2 separate regions of the Mus musculus genome follow, and region 2 is linked to region 1. Evidence: chromatin contacts called from public targeted proximity ligation data. All regions are on one chromosome and are shown on one strand. The core of a region is the stretch at or near the end of the contact, and the rest is flanking DNA. Distances in the headings are between cores, read along the strand shown.

Region 1 (2,700 bases), core at 17-2,516:
GGTTTCTGTGCTGACCTTAGATATCAAAACGGAGATGACACCTCAGCCAGGGCATTTGGCAGAAGAATTTCATTTGAATTTTATTCCGACCGCCAACCAACGGGTCCCCGTCAGACAGGGACCTTGTTCGTGTTTGGTACCATCTGATGCTTCTTGTTGAGTGGGGCAGCTTTGGGAAGACCTTCACAGTTTGTGTGTCTGCTGCTCTCCCCTTGTCTCAGAGTGAGATTTCAGGCATCAAAGCCCCCTGGTCTTGCTGCTGATTTCCCTTAGATGTTGGCCTCATGGACCCCCTGCCTTGGACAAGTCCATCCTTGCAAGGCAGCAGACTCTGCTTCTTGGCAATGGCAATTGTAGTTATACCTGTTCAGAGGTGGCAGTTGGCATATCTCACAAGCCTCCCACACTGACACACTTTGGTCGTCTGATGAGCCTTTAGCGACCTTGTGAGGAAAGAGCTGGTTCCAATACAAAAGTAATTTGGTATCACAGAGTTCAATCATGCGGAGCTTTGGTAGTCTGATTAGCCCTTGGCAGCCTTCTGTGGACTTCAGAAAGAGCTGATTCCATTGCATAGGTAATTTGGTGTCACCGAGTTAAGTCACATGAGGCATGGGGACGTGCTCGCTTTTGCGCAATCTTCTCTCTACTCCTATTTCTTGTCAGTATAATTTTCCTTTTTTGTTTTCACTTTTTTTCTGTTTCTCTTTTCTCTCTGTTGCTATTCTCTCTTTTCACTTTTAGGAGCAACAGTGACAGCAATGTAGTAAAAATTTGTCTTTTAAAAATTACTTTTATTGTAAATAAATTTTATGGCAGACATACTGAAAGTATGTACTAAAGAGAAATTTTTAAAATTCATATTTCAATACAATAGTCCTTTATGGCTGTTTTTCTCACAAGTCCAACTCTACTATCTGTACATTTATCACTTTGGTTAAAAGTTGTATTTGACAAGTGCACTTTGCATCATTTTATAGCTCCTTGGCAGCTCCAGTTTCCTTACTGAGGAAGTGTCGTCACTTGCTCAGATTGCAAGAAAATGCAGAATTGTTGATATGATTTCAGTTGATTAGAAGAGATTATTTTTCCAAGCAAACATCTCTGGAGAACCTGTCATGGGTAGATATAGTGTGGAATATTAAGGTCACAAATGTACATAGTAAGTGTCCTGTCCATCCCCCCCTCACTCCCTGGGCCTCCAGAGCTAAGGGTCCTGTGTGATCTAACAGGTCACTCCCTGGCTTAGTCATTCCTTCCTGTATGGATATGGGGGTTCTGGTTGCCATGGAAGCACAGAAAAGCAGCCACTGTGCTGGGCGTGCATGCAGCTAGAGGTGTGTCTGAGCCAAGGCTCAGAGGAACAAGTCAGAGTCTGCCAAGTGGAAGCAGCGAGAACATTGGTATAAGGGGACCATGCAAGGGAATTTAGAATAACTTGAGGTTGAGGGAACACAGGGGTCTGGTCGTCTGGTCCCAGTGGCCTGAGATGTAGCAGGCAGGCTGTGGGCAGATTTAAAGGGCCTTGAACCCTTCTAATGAGTTTGGATTTCCAAACCATAGAAAGTCAGGAAAGGTTTTAGTAGGAGGTTTTGATGGACTGACAGTTGTTTTTTAAAAATACATTTACCCAGTAATGCAGTGGGATGTTTGGGTGAGAGGGATATAGGCTTTGGTTGGTGCTAAGTTGTGTTATCCTTTTTTGATGTCCACCCGTGGTCCACAATGTCTTGTCCTCATTTAGTTCTCAAAACAGTGACTGGAGGAACTGCATTAAGTTCAGAGGCAGGTGGCTCTGCCCAGTGTTTCAGAGTAGCTAGGGAGCAGAGACAGGATATCTATCTGGCCACACATCTGTAGTAGGTAATGCTTGTTCATGGTCGTGTGAACTAGAGGTGAGGGATGTCCAAGCCAGGCCCTGTGTTAAGGGAGACACTGGAAAGGCAAGAAAAGTCTTACAGATATTAGGAGTCATACACCATGGAGACTATAGGCATTAACCAGGGAGCTCCAGACAGCCGCAGAGGAGACTTTACCCACTGGCTCAGGGTGCAAGAAGGTGGGCAGTGACATTTTCACCATGGGGAATGTCTCAAGCTACCTGGACACGAGAGGCCACCCATGAGCACTCTAAAACACCAGGCTGTCATGCTTGGGAGCTCTCCCTCTGGCTGTGTCATTTTGCGAAGCTTTGTTTCTTGCTTTGGCAGTGCTGAGGTTCGAGCCCCGGGCCTGTCACCTGCTCCTCTTCTCCCTGAGCTGTCCTCTCAGTCCTCAGTGGTTATGCTTAAGACAGTTTGAGCATGACGATATCAGACTGTAAAAAATCAAAAGGGGCTTTATATAATGTCAGAGGCGACTTAGGAAAATTAATAAATGTAAAAGAAATAGATGACTATTTGGTAGCCTTTGAGGAAATAATTCAAAAATCATAATCTATAATGGGTATGTACTGAAGCTATTAGGTGAAGGTTAAGGCCAATAACACTTATACAGCTTTTTAAATTCACATTTCTTATTAACTATAAAGGGGCAAAGATAACATATTTAGTAGAGAAGTCTGGCAAGCATTGCAATGGCCGGGGTGGTCACACCAGTAGCTGGACAAATGGCACCAGGGCTTCTTCGCAGGTGCATGGGGTGGAGACCACAGCCGTTGTGTTTGTTCCGCCAACAGCATTTAATTTGAACTTAAGCAGA
Region 2 (2,700 bases), core at 52-2,551, 170 kb before region 1:
GAGCATATGAGAACATTGCAGTCAAGTAGTGATGGGGACACGGGGCTTAAAGACATCTGTCATAGTACTCACTGGATTATCTTCAGTGGAGTTCCATGTTGGGGTTTCCCTTCTTGGTCTTTATTAATTATAGAGCTATCCATGAGCATACTTTCTGTTATTAAAGCAGTTTGAAATAGTAAGCAAAACTATATTCAAATGTATGGGTAACTTGGCAACTTTTCCCCCAAAAGAATGTGATGAGTCTAGTCCTTTTAATTCAAAATAATGAAATAGCCAGTCATCTTAAGTCCAAACATTAGTGGTTCCAGAGAGCTATTTGCCCCTCCCATCCCAGTCTGAACAGAGGAAATGAGTGAGTGATTAGGAATGAGTAAGAGCCGGAGGACTTGGGCCAGCTCATCTGTGGAAAGGAAGAAGGAATATTAATATAGTCCAAGACAGTGTAGAAACCACACCAACACAGCAGCATTAAGTGTTTGCCCAGGAAATTTGAGACTGAGAGGCCTTTCGTCCACTTGTGGGTGTGTTGCCGGAACACCCAGTATGCTTAGGCTTGCCTAACTACCTTATCCTAGAAGAGGTGGATTCAGGCGTGAGAAACAGCTTTTCTAGTCTAAGAGCTGATTCATGAAGCCGTAACGCTGGCTTAGTGAATTGTTTCATTAATTGTCTTTTGAGCCAGGGGCTGCTAGTGAATACCTTTATTCCTAGCACTTGAGAGACAGAGGCAAAGGCAGGGCAATGTCTGTAAGTTGAAGGCCTGGCTGGTCTACATAGTGAGTTGAGAGAAGTGGGGGCAGAGTGGGGAGAGGGAAAGAGGGAGAGAGACTGATTTTGAATTTATGCTTTCTACAAGTCTGCCTCTCACCTGTAAGTCTAGGGTCATCTGTTTATAGAATGATTCTAGCTGGACTTCTGTGAGTGCGGCATCCTGGAAAGTACAAGAGTTTCTGAACCCATGTAAGGCTCGCTCCCTATCTCAGAATATACTGTGATGTGGGTGGGGCTATGCATAATAATGACGGCTGTCTGTCTAATATGTCATCAGCAACTTGTCATGCTAAGATGGACTAGGATTCTGTTTTTGTTTCTAAAGTCTCAGATAATCAAGTCAGCAAGAAACATAAGAATGTTAGGGACTTAGCCTCCTAGTTTTCCAAGTGAATATGTATCCCTGTCTAAAGATTTCCTCCTTCTAAAGTTTTATTAATAAAACAATGAGTGTACAGGATTTCCAGCCCACTTCCTCTTAGAAAGAACAGGGCGGGGCAGCCTGTATCCCAGCTGGGACAGGAAGGGCCCCTGCTCCCACGTCTGGCCTTGGCTCTCTGCCCTTACAAGCTGGAGGGAGGGCTTCTGGGCGAGCAGATGTAGCCTCAAGTCAGTATGGTTCTTTGCCTACTCTTTGGACTGGGCCGACGGGCCAGGGAGAGACACGGGTTTAGTCTGGGAGTTGACACCTGTAGGTTCACCTCTCTTTGGCTGCTGTGATTTTGTTGGGGCTGTGACATAAAAATGACTCTTTAAAGTCTGGAGGTATAACTCTGAAATAAGACTGACTATCTTAGATTCCATTTTTGAATCACAAGCTCGGAGATCAGATAACTATAAAGATGTTGAAAGCAGATATTTTCAACAGGGAGCGGGGAAGATATTGTTCCCTAGGGAAGAGCACACCAATTGGTTATCCAATACCAAATCGTCAATCCTGAAAACATACAAACAAGTAACATTGTACAGACTGAGCAGGCTGTACTTGTATATCTAGGAATATATGTTTATATACATATATGTATATAATAATAGTTAAAGGAAAAAGAGGCTATGAATTTGAATGCAAGGAGGAGGGGCATATGGGGGTATTGGACAGAGGCAGGGAGGGGAGAAATGAAATAATTTTCCAAATAAAAGAAGGAATTAAAACAAATTGTTTGGGCTTTTGATTGGGAATGGACTAGAACCAATGAAACAACAAAACTCCTTGTAATGCAAGAAGGATGATCTATGTGGCCGGTGTTTAGCAACTGTGAAAAATTCATTTAATGTGTGATGTTGGGATGGGTGAAGACAAAGCATCCTTTGTTGACATTGGTGATAGCATTGGTGATGCAGCTCAAGCAAAGCTGGGCTCTGAGCTGTAGGCTTGCCCATCCCGAGCTCACTGTGAAACTGCAGGCTCTTCCTGTGCTGCAGGCTCTTCTTCATGTCCCAAAGCTCAGTTAAGTCCCCAGTGACCTGATATGTAAGGCGACTGAGTACAGGCTTTTAGCTAGGGCTGAGAAGGAAGCTGTGTTGAGTTCAGCAGGAACAAGGAAATCGCCCCCCCCCCCTTTATCTGATGAGACCCATCACATGGAAGGACTTAAAAGAAAGCAACAGCAGCTAGATAGTGATGTTGCTTAGCTCATAGAATCCTTGCTTGGCATGGATGTGACCCTGGGTTAGATCCTCAGCAGCCCATGAAACCAAGTGTGGGCATGAGTGCCTTCCTGTCAGCAACTGGGACGAGGAGGCTGGAGGATGAGAAGTTGAAGTAAGGATGGGGCCAGCTTTGTGATACAAGAGATCATTCATCAAAACCAGACAAACAACTAAGAAGATAAAATGTTCTAACCACCCTTACCCCATGATCCCAGTAGAACAAGGCCGAACACACCACTTAGAAGGTAATCCAAAACAAGGTATTAAGAGCTGTTA

What was found.
Region 2: a contact with region 1 is called in a targeted proximity ligation map of pancreatic cancer cells. A contact is called at or near these places in 10 of 484 Hi-C or Micro-C datasets (B cells, CD8 central memory T cells, the G1E-ER4 cell line and 4 more), 6 of 130 datasets of targeted methods (bone marrow-derived macrophages, embryonic fibroblasts, embryonic stem cells and 3 more) and 3 of 9 other capture datasets (adipose tissue, liver and pancreatic islet).

Annotation. Positions count from the first base shown.
Region 1 is chr19:32,135,702-32,138,401 of GRCm38.p6, reverse strand. All of the region lies in intron 7 of Sgms1 (sphingomyelin synthase 1), which reads left to right. Among named protein-coding and RNA genes, the nearest start is that of Asah2, 34 kb to the right of the region's middle.
Region 2 is chr19:32,302,817-32,305,516 of GRCm38.p6, reverse strand. All of the region lies in intron 2 of Sgms1 (sphingomyelin synthase 1), which reads left to right. Among named protein-coding and RNA genes, the nearest start is that of Sgms1, 84 kb to the left of the region's middle.